Regions from separate parts of the Mus musculus genome. Here region 2 is linked to region 1. Evidence: chromatin contacts called from public Hi-C data. All regions are on one chromosome and are shown on one strand. Each heading gives the region's core, a stretch centred on a gene start, on an enhancer-like site or on the middle of the called end of the contact. The rest is flanking DNA. Distances are from core to core; before and after follow the strand shown. Region 1 has its middle 55 kb from the start of Gm41097. Region 2 overlaps Fhit (fragile histidine triad gene).

Region 1 (5,595 bases), core at 1,711-4,210:
ATGGATGAATTACTACACAAATAATTGAGTCAAAATGATTGTGAGGCTTGAGCAACTCATCAATGCTTGGCTGTCAGAGGAATCCTTTGAGTTTTATGGATTTTGATGATATACGCAGTAGAGACCAGTAATGTTTTAGACAATGTCCCAGAGAAGACTGTGCTGCCCTTCTGAGGACTCCAGGTCAGTTCTCAGCACCCATGGAAGGTGGCTCACAACCATGCGTAACTCCCGCTCCGAGGGATCTGCTACCTCTGGCTTCTGGAGACGCTTCATGAAGACACATAATCACCCACCCACTCCCACCCCTGACTCAACACACATGAATACACATGATTATTAAAGTAAAATAAATATGCATTTTTAAATTGGTAGGCTAAGAAACATGTTAAGGTAGCCTGAATGTTAGAATGAAAAGTAAAGGGTAACTTAGTTGCTTTATTTTGGGAGGGGTGAAGATAAGAATACTCTGACATATATCTTATGGCAGAATACAGTTTCAACATATGTTCACCTCTGGAGGGTGACTCCTCCAAACAGGCAGGGTGTTTCTTTGCTTCTAGTGATGAGTTAATAGTCAATTCTGTGTTAATACCCAGTAGATGGGGGAGAAATGTCTGAAGCAAAGCTAGTCTAAAGTGTCTTGTGTCAGCAGAGGCAGAAATGTGCACTGTCGCCACAGCCCACAGCAACTCTGAGAAGCAGCTGGGAACTGCAGCCACTGGGAGACCCAGAGCTCAGCTCCTGGCCACCCATAATCCCAGAAAGGCCGTCATTTGAAATTGCACTTCAGCTTGTGTTTCTCTTTTTGTTCTACAGTTGTAATGCCTAGTCAGACGAGTCTGAGAAGCACAGTCTGCCAGTTGACTTAGTATCCTGTAAGTCGGGGACTCATTTCAGACTTGCTATCTGCAAAACTCAAGAAAAGCTTCAGGGTGACTTCAGCCAATAGGAGGCCTTTGTTTTCCCCCTACTTTATTAAAAAAAAATATTAGAACATATTTGTTTTTGAGAGATGGTTTGTGTGGTGCGGGCTAGCTTGGAACTTAGCTGAGGGTGATCCTGCCTCTACTGTTATTTGCTGGGATCAAAGACATGAGCCTCCATAGCTAGGTTTATGCAATGCTGTGGATTAAACCTAGCGCTTCAACACAGTAGGCAGGCACTCCACCAACTGACTATCCTTGAAGGGCACCTTTAGCCTTCTGAGTCTGCCACTGCCTAATGGTGCAGTTGGAGGAGCTCCTTTAGGCTCTCTTCCTGCATGCCACGTCAGGGCTCCCGGCAAGCTTGCTTTAGCCCCAGAAGCTCGATATACTTGCTTTTGAGATCCCTGAAGCCGTTAAATGAAATGCCAATAAAATGCTATTTCTCGAGGATTGGGCTATGCCCCACCTATAACCTTAACTAAAAATGGTTCTGGACTATCTGTTCCAGGAAACAGCAACCGTGCCTCTGTTTCAGAAGGTTATTATGACCATCTGCTGTGACGCCTACCTTGTTATGACCCCCTTATTATGACCAACTTGAAATCATGCTTTTGTTTTAGGAGTATGTTATGGCCAACTTGTTATGCTTCTATTCTGCTTCTGTAACCCTGCCAATTTTGCCTGCCAAATCCCCTATTTGGAAATCCCCTACCCCTCAGAGCTAAAAACATCTTACCTTCCTCACATACAGTGTTGATCTCTTGAGCCCTGCCTTAAGAGGGAGACAGCCCAGCTTATGTACATAAATAAGAATCATAATTATAATAATAAAAGCTTGCTTTAATTGTTTGTTTTAAATAATCTGGCCATGATGATTTGAGTCGGTGGTCTTTCTCTTTGAATCGTTGAAAAGAACATGGCCTGCCTCAGTTTCCTTGTCTTTAAAATGACAATTTCACTGGAATCATCCTCATGAGGTTGTTTAGAGAATTACATGAATTATTAATATACAAACGCACATGTGACAGTAGTTAGCACATTGGCCAGAGTCGTAGGGATTTTATTGCTACGATGAAACATCATAACGAAAGAGCAAGTTGAGGAAGATTGGCTTACACGTCCATGTTGCTGTTCATCACTGAGGGACGTCAATGCAGGAACCCAATCAGGACAGGAACCTAAGACAGGAGCTGATGCAAAGGCCATGGGGAGATGCTGCTTACTGGATTGCTTCCCATGACTTATCCAGCCCCCTTTCTTACAAAACGCAGAAGCATCACTGCAGGGATGGCACCGTCTACCATGAGCTGGCCCCTCCCCCACTGATAAATAATTGAGAAAACGCCTTACAGCTGGATCTCATGATGACATTTTCTCAACTGAGGCTCCATCCTCTCTCAGGACTCTTGCTTGGGGCAAGTTGACACATAAAACTAGCCAGTATATCCAGAATCTACATAGGGCTCAGAAGCAGTCTCAAAGGCACAGCTTGCCCTGTGTCCAGAACTTTCTACTGTATGTAAAGCCTTCTGAGTTTGAAAATTGTTTAAAATGAGGCCACCTGAGTTGCTCTGTGCCTTGGAGAGGTGGAACCCCAAAACAGAACAGGCAGCAGGTGTCTTGTTCACTCAGCTCCAATGGCATGATTCCTTGGCTTCCTCTATAGGCTGCAATCCCACAGGCCTGAAACCCTACGGAAAAGAAGGGAGAGGCAGAGGAACTCTGGAGCCCTGTGCTGGTCTGAAACTGCACAGGCCTTGGAACACAGGCTCTGATGCACTCCCAGCCAGGCCAAAGGACAAAGCAAGGAAACCAGTTATCAGAACACCCAGCTGGCTCTCACTGGATGACTTCCTGCTTCTTGAGTTGAAAAGGCTGATGGTGTTCCTAGAGACAAGCAAGAGCCAGTTGTCACAGGAGAAGCAGCATGGCAGTGTGATTCAAGCTGTGACCTTTCAGAGACTCCAACTGTGTCTGGGTTTTCCATTTGCAAGCCCATAGCTAGAAACTCTACCTCCTCAGCAGAAAGTGTCCTCTTCCCAGCAGTTCTCCACTCCGGCCAGCAGATGGTGCAGTTTCCCCTGCGTTCCAGACAGTGTCTTGCTTTAAATCTGAAAGACAAATTGCCTATTTTGCTGGTAATATAAAAAGTAGAGGTCAAAATATCTTAGAGACGACAAGTTGAAAGATCTTTAAAACCTTTGCTTTTGTAGACACTAGATGAAATATGTGTTGTGATTTACAAAACTTTTATCTTATTATCTCAGCCCTCCCCCCAAAAAAGAAAAAGATCAAAATTGATTTTAACTTCCTTTTGGAAAAGGGCTTCAGCTGAGTCCTCCCTCTGTGTTTGACTGGCAGACTTTAAATTGAATTATTCGACTCTCTACTGTTGTATTGTATTACTAGTGTTTTAATGATATTGATAATGAGAAACAATAGAGTTTTACAGGCACTATCATGCTTTAGCCCCACAACACAAACTAGATGCCAGAATACACACTGATTGTATAGCCAAACCCTGAGGCTAAATCAGCACGCACATGCTTAGTGTGTCAGGGCAAGAGCTACTAAGAGTTAGTTTAATGAAAAGGTCGTTATCTTAAGTAAAAGCATGGTTGCCATCCCATTTAACTGTTAATTCTGCTATTTTCCCATGCCCTGGTTAGCTAAACTTAACACAAGACAGATTGTACACTAAATTACCAACAATGGCAGCTACAACGCTGGCAGCACTTACTCTGCATTGGGTGCTATGATGAAAGAAGCTTTAAAATCCCACAACAGGGCGCCATGGGGATGGCTCTGTAGTCAAAGCCCTTGCTCTGCAAGTGTGAAGATGCAGGTTCAGATCCCCAGAACCTATGCAGATGCCAGTTGAGTATGGCAATCTGCCTGGAAGGCAGGGTTTCCCAGCACAAGCTGGCTAAGGAGACCAACCATATAGGAAAGCTCTGGGTCTGACTGAGAGATGCTGCCTCAAGGTATGGTAGAGAGTATCTACCTCAGTCCTCAGGCCAACCCCCACCACACACACACACACACACACACACACACACACACACACACACACACACAAATGGAAAACCAGATTTGGTTACTTAAAATCCACAGCAGTGTTGGTGGGTAGGAACTGCCTAACAGTCATGTCACTGGTAAGAGAAATGAGGCCCAGTGAGGCTTAGTAATGTCACTTGCTAATTCCAGCACTCATATCTGCCACTTTCCTATTAGTGGCCTCCTGTCTTTCCTGTCATGGTTGCCTGACTGAATTTGCCTCTGTGTATTTCTTGGTTTCATGGTGGCATCTTCTTTAGCCTGAGATTTTCGCCTGGTAGGGCATTTTCTGGGTGGTCTGTTCTCTGTCTCTCTGCCTTTAAATGGGTTTTGCCTCTGAGCTTATGCCCACGCTGCCACTGAACAGTCCCAGTTGGTTAGTCTCCAGATTGATGCTACTAACAGACTTAATATCCCAAGATCACCTCATATTTCCACAGTATTAGAGACATCGACTATTTGGTGGTACAAATGGGCATGCAAGATGATTGTCTCAGTAGAGTGACCTCCTGTCTTTTTTTTTTTTTTTTTTTTTTTTTTTTGAGCATGTCTCTGCTCTGTCTCAGAAGCAAAGGAAACCGTGTTTCTCTCTCCAGTCAGGCAGAGACCTCTGAAGCTTCAGCTTCTACTTCAGCAAGGAGCTTCTTCAGGTCCTTACTCCCACCTATGCAGCTTCATTTCTGTTTGCAGACAGGACTTTGGGCTTCTGTTTGGAGGAGATCAGTACAACTTTGCAAATGGTGTTAAACTTCATTTAAATGAGTGGGTTTCCGTTGCTTGTTGTAGTTGTTATTTCTGGGTTTTTTGTTTGTTTGTTTGCTTGTTTGTGTTTGTTGTTTAAAATTTAAGACCTGGTCTCCTGTAAGCCAGGCTACCCTGACCTCATTATGTCAGAGAATGACCTGGAACTCCTGGTCTGCCTGCCTCCCCCTTCCGAATAGCAGGATAACAGACATGCACCGTATTCCTGGTTTATTTGCTACTGGACATGGAATCTGGGGCCTCTGCCATTCTGCCAACTGAGTTAAGCACCCTGCTCTGAATCTTTGGATGTTGAAAGTCTCTCTTTCTATATACAATGAATCATCTGTCATGTGGGCTTATTTTGAAACCTCATGGACATTTCTATCTCATGAAGTCTGATATTGCTGAACAAACAATTGGTAGCTTTGTCAGAAATCCTGCTGCCTCTGAAACTGAGGCCCTTGTCCTCATCTCCATTGCCCTCAATCCTCACCAGTGGTCTGCACTACATACACTTCCTAAAAGTTGCAAAACCTGACTAAAGTAGGCCAGTCCTTCCATCCTTCTGTCTGGATAAGGAAACTTAGTGCTGAGGATCAATTCTGTTGGTGGGCCACTCTCATGTTTTGGATTTGTCTTCATGATAGGGAGTAATTCTCAATATCTAACATCATTCTGGAGAGTGGCAATATCCAGACTGTGTCCTGGAGCAAAGAGATAATGTGGCAGGCAAGTCCGCTTTCTGCTCAGTTAGCTCAGAATGCACCCTATTGCATGTTCCCAAGGTTGTACCACATGCCTGTAGCATATAGCTTTTGCTACCCTGCCTATGGTCTGGGAACAGGCCACACTACCAGGCTCCTTT
Region 2 (5,947 bases), core at 381-2,880, 450 kb after region 1:
ATCTTTGTGTAAATTGCTTTGCTGTCTTCCTGAAGTGTGATGATTGAAGAGCAGATCCATTCCTGAAACCCTAGCCACTGGTGTGGCTGTGTCTGTCATCAGAGGGCAGTTGGGGCCAGAACTGCTGGTGAACTTCCATAATTGCTAACTGGGAAGACAGAGCAATAGGTAGCTTTACTCTAGGCTGCCATACGTAAGGAGCTGGGCCTCCAGTTATATCTTCAGAAAATATTCATAAGCCTCTAGGAACATGCTACTATAAGTTCCACCAAACAGATATTGCCTCATAATCCAGTAAAGAGAAGAAGCATGACTAAGGCAGAGACAATAGTTCTGTACCAGCTCTGCCAAAAAGAAGGACTTCATTAAGCTTGAGCCAAGATGGGAGGCCCTCCTGTTCTTTAGAGACTCATTTACTAGATGGTGAAAAACGAGTGCTGTGGGTAATTTCATTTTCAATTGATTTATTTCTGAATGGGGGTAAATTGACACTTGGTGCAGAAAGTAAAGTCCAAGTCTAGGGAAGCGCCAGCTAGTCTCAGGATAATCCAATTATCTGAACACAGACAATAAGAACACAGAAGGAAATGGGTCAAAGGTCAAGTTATGCCTTATTCTTCACAATGAATATCTTCTTGCCCCCCCACCCCCCGCCCAAAGACTCTCCAAAAACCATAAGCTGATCCATTATTTTCTGTTCTTTTCTGACACCTGAAACTAATCAAAGTTCACTTTTTAGAAATTCAATAGTTATTCTCATTTAGATCACCCAGCAAATTAAATCATAAATTTCTCTCTCCTAGCTCTCTTTCTCTCATTCCTAAAATACAACTTTCCTCCCCCTGCTACTTTATTTAACTCTCCAAGGCCAGCCTCCAGAGAAAATTATGGATTTGATAATTTGCTAATGTGACCACAGTAATTGTTTTGAGTAATATTTATGGTTTTATTGTATCTTGCAACAATCCATAATAATCCACTGATGTGCCTGACTCTGGGGTTTTCTCAGCATCGACAAATGGCATAGGAAATTCATTTTTAATGCACTCATTTAGGGCTGCCTCCCAGAGAGGGAGAGGCCTGCATATATTAATAAAGGCCAAGAAATAAATGGCATAGCTGTCCATACTTCACCCTGAAGAGTTAGCTGGAGGAGAAGATTTAATGCCCAAAACAGAGAGGAGAATAGACTAACAGAGTCCATTTTGTGCAGGCGAACCATCATTAAAGTTAATGGAATTACCGTGTGGTCATGCACCAGAGGGAACCCATTGCAAGTTAAGTTCTTCTAGGGCCATTGATTTGCAGACTTCTGCTCAAAGATCCCCCTTGGCATCTGATGAGCACTATAGAGATGCACAAGCACTTTAGAAATTGTTTACGCAAACTGCCAGTTAAGCATGTTAAGAACTAACAATAATTGATTATTTTAGAGCAGATGGTCTAGTTGAGCATGTCTTCTCTTGATACGGGTAAGAGTCAACTCTGCCTAGCTTTAACAGCAGAGAACTTGGTGAGATCACCTAACTGAAAATGCTTATGTTTAGGAAAGGCCTCAGGACTGGCTAAGGATGAGATAATGTCACCAAGACTGGAGCTTTAGTCTATTTCCGCCATTCCACTCACTGTAGGATGACTGCCAGCTGCTCTCTGAATCAGCTCTTTTCTTGACAGTCATGATGAGAATATCCACTCCTATACCTAATGCCTAGAAGTCTCTGTGATGACCAGAAGATGGTCTCTCAAACCTGGTAAGCCTATAAATTATGCGTACAAATTTAGACAGCTAATCCTTTTATAAATAACATTTTATTCTAACACATCCAGGTCCGTTGTGAAAATGTATTTTCATATATTCTGTGATGGCTTTTGTGTTACAAAAGCAAAACTGTATTTTTGTAACAGACTGCATCTGGCACTCAGAGTCTAAAAAGTTTACTATCTGGCCTTTAACAAAAGAACTTTGCTAACTTTTGGATTATATAAAGTGAAAGTGCACCTGGCACTAAAACAAAAGAAAAAAAAATTCAACCAATTTTTAACTCCTTGTATGCTAACCATAGAATATGCATAGGGAAAAATGCTAGTGAAAACCATCAAGTCCATAATAAACACAGGATAATAATTATTCAAATTCTAGAATACTACACTTAGATATTTAAATGTGAATCTAGATAAGATGATCTATAGTAGGTGCCTTGCAAATATCTTTTGTCCTCATAGTATCTGAACCATCAAATAATACACTTTGAAGAGAATTAAAATTCCTTACTTCCAACAATGCACAAGGCTTCTTGATACCTTGTGTTCATCTTCTAAAATGTGATAACTTCGCTCTGACTGCTATTTTCTTAGTCCAGAATGTTCTTCAACACTCAGGTTTGGGTTCTGTCATTATCCAATCTATAATTTTCTACTATAGGTCCTTTCTTTAAGAGGCCCTTCCTGTCTCTGCAAATCAAGCATCCTCAAGGCTCCTACTTTTTTCCCTATGTGTTATTCCATTTCATAACACCTTGTTACATCTGCAGTGATTTCTTTGTTCACTTGGTCGTTGGAGGAACAGATGTGAAACTAAGAGTATTTCTTGGCTGACCTTCCTTGCACTCTAGCCCAGAGACTAGCAATGACTGTTATAAAGTAGGGTCTCCATAGATACTTACTGGGAAAGGAACTCAGTATGAACTACAGTCCTTCTACAGCTTCTCAGCATTCCACGACTGGGCCATTTACTTCCAAGGCTGGGCTTAAAGGGTGAATGCCAAGGAGGTGGACAGGAGAGGCAAAATGTTTCTTTCCCTTCGAGGCAGGAATGGGGTAACTCGGATGCTGAGGCAATTGTCAGCATCAATTCCAAATGAGAGCTGTGCAGAACTGGAAACAGTCCCCTCACTGTACCCTGGATTACAAAATGTTTCTCCCTCTCTTTCTCTGTCTCTGTGTATCTATATGTGTGTATGTGTGTGTGTACACACACACACAGATGTGCACACACATTTGTTGGAAGAGGGAGATTGTACTATAAAAGAAAATATCTGATTTCCAAGGTCACTAGGCCTCCCAGAATTCTCTAAAGGCCTGTGCTTTGAGTGTCTTCTTTAAGAATAAGATTCGTCTATGGCCAGTTGATGGTGGATCTGAGTTTAGAATCACATCTATGCTTTTCATGACTGAACAGTAACATCAAAATTGTAATGCTAGAAAATGATTGCATTTTGGAATTTATACCATTTACAACCAACAGATGATTTGAAACACAAATAAAAGCCCCTCTTGGGCCATTTTTTCAGAGCAGTAGGATAGATAGCATTAGAAGCCATTTCTTTTCCATGGAACAGATATATAAACCCAGAGTGAGAGATCTGAATGTGAACATTAGGATAAATGGATTTTATTATGAAGTAAAAGAGTATTTGGTTGTTTACTCAATGTTGTTTATTTTCCTTAGCCATTTAAGGCAAGGTCAACTTCTTAAAGAACCCCATGTTTGCCTTTTCTATAACATTAGGAGGGAGAAAATCCTATTGCAAGAAAATACATCAGACCAAAGAAATGGCAACTTCTGTATTGGGAACCAAGTACATTATTTCTATATTGATGGAACACAAGATTTCAAATCACTGTTTGTCTTTTCCCTCTAAAGTTGAAATATTATATTGGCATAGGGTTAAATTTCAAAAACACCCTTTCCCAGAACTGACATGATTCACAAGGAGGTGGGGTGTGGATATTTCACTGTATTTGGTGTGAGGCTCATCAGAGTCTCAAAAACCTCATATGCTTTTAGTCATTAGGGAGGACATCCCTTGGTTTCTACATATCTGTGGCTCAACAGCTTGACAGGGCTATAATTCATTATCCATATTCCCTCTTGCACCAGGCTCAGTCCTCAAATCCTTACCTTTACCAGCAGCTTTTTGAGTCTTGGGGATTACTTTATTAATGGTTCTGGTATAAAAGATAAAGAGGGACCTCTGGAAGGAACTGAATAATCCAAGATGAATACAGGGTTAAGAGTCAAGTCAGGTCATTTAGGGCCAGATTCAAAAGTGTATTTATAAAAATAAATGAGAGCGCAGATTATAAATCTGGACAACATCTAACTGTGGCACTGAAGAACTCTGCCATGATTCCTGTCATCAGAGATTTGGATTCAGGGTATGAAGAGCATTTGCATGCTATAGATAATAACTCAAATGCAATAAATTATAATACACATAGCTTGGTGAAATAGGCTTCCGATGGGCCCCATGTGAAACAAAAATTACTAAGATAACTATACATTTTTCTTTTATATTAATAAACCATAAAATATGGATATTTAAAAACTGGAGTATTATGATCAGCAACTGGAGATACATTACTGATTTGGAAATGAACTGCTACAGATTTAGGTCACCTGAAGAGCCCTCACCTCCCTCTGTGAGTCCCGTCTACTGTCTCCACCCAGAGGCAATTTCTAAGCAATATATAGTTTTAAAACTTAGAGAGGTAGCTCTAGGCAATCTTGTCTTCTATTTTATTATTTTTAGCTATTAGTAACTCTTGAGATAAAATCTCATAACATCTGGACTTATTTCAGCTGAGTGCCCAGTTTCTACCATAGCACACATTATTTTCTGGGCTCTCATTGAGCACTGAACAATCATAGAAGATTCATGGTAACAAAGAGCTTGTCTACTGAGACTAACCTGGCCTCTTGCATTTAAATAAAACTATTGAGCATTTTTCACTTGACTAACTGGGCACAGTTAACTTATTTTAGCTGGTCCCAGAGTTCTGCGAGCCCATTGTTAGATATGGCAAGCTTAAAAATATAATGTTGGAAGGAGCTGATTACACAGGGTTAGATAATTTAAAACAAAATTGTCTAGGCTTGAAATATAAGATGGTGAGAATCAATGCTTTAATGGCTATTGTTATTTTGTACATGTGTATGTGTATGTCTGAGTGTTCCTGTGTGTCATGTGAGTGTTTACATTTGCATGAGGCTACAGAAAAGTCTCAGAGTCTTGTGGGTGGTATTGTCAAATACAATTCACTTTTATTTCTTGTCACAGGGTCTCTTACTAGCCTAGAATCCTCACATAGGCTAAGCTTGCTGACCCATGAGTCTCAGAGAGACTGCCTGTCCCTGCATCTCAAACACATGGACGTGCCACCAGGCTTAGATTTAATAATAGAATTTGGTGGGCTAAAACTCAGGCCCTTATGCTTTTGAGGCAAACACTTTGCCAGCTTCAAAACCCCTTCAATGATTGTTTTTGGAGCACCAAACATCTATCCCACAACCAAAATGGTAGCAGTGAGTAACTGAGTTTTACTGTACCAACAGAGGTAAAGGTGACTCTGAGTAATAAGGTTTTACAGTTGTTTGGGATCTTAGAGTCTATATAACATCTCTCTTGCTTGAGACATTGTTTTTCCTAGTGATTATACAGGAATCCCCAATCTAAACTTCAGGGGAAAGTCTACTGAATACTAAAAAACTGACAGTCAGAGCACATCTGTCCAGTTTGCTACATCTGCATTACAGATCTCACAACAAAATTAGAACACTCAATGCCGACTCCGCTGTAAGTCAGGGCCTGTAATTACTGGTGGAATTTGTTGGGAGCACTAATGAAAAATTAAACACCTAAAACATATAATTCTACTTTAAGTGGACATACAGCAATGAAGTGATGTTTTGCTTTGTTAATCTTCACCTGTATAATCTAGTCAAAGATGACAGTCCTTGGGGTATTTTTGGGTGGAAGCCAACATTATTCTAAGCCAAGCAAAAGGATATAGCATCAATTTGTGTTGCAGTGAAAATAATATTTATACAACCTCTCCCTCTTCTCGAATATTGATGGTTGTACTGATAGGATGACTAAAATTTTTGAAGGAACACACTACCCACATGATACAAGGAGGATGTATGTCTTTCCTCTGGCATGGGTTT

Evidence for each region. Hi-C and Micro-C count contacts between places; a contact is called where the count stands out from the background.
Region 2: a Hi-C map of the N1E-115 cell line shows a contact between it and region 1, with 8 times the contacts expected there. The contact joins two enhancer-like sites. A contact is called at or near these places in 3 of 484 Hi-C or Micro-C datasets (3T3-L1-derived adipocytes, the N1E-115 cell line and peritoneal macrophages).

Annotation. Positions count from the first base shown.
Region 1 is chr14:9,390,666-9,396,260 of GRCm38.p6, forward strand. No RefSeq gene overlaps it. Among named protein-coding and RNA genes, the nearest start is that of Gm41097, 55 kb to the right of the region's middle. Within about 2 kb of position 2,961, at least 25 of the 459 cell types and tissues checked have an H3K27ac peak or open chromatin away from gene starts, as enhancers often do. A contact at or near this core is called in the N1E-115 cell line, where this site is marked.
Region 2 is chr14:9,840,096-9,846,042 of GRCm38.p6, forward strand. All of the region lies in intron 4 of Fhit (fragile histidine triad gene), which reads right to left. Among named protein-coding and RNA genes, the nearest start is that of Gm41096, 310 kb to the left of the region's middle. Within about 2 kb of position 1,631, at least 3 of the 459 cell types and tissues checked have an H3K27ac peak or open chromatin away from gene starts, as enhancers often do. A contact at or near this core is called in the N1E-115 cell line, where this site is marked.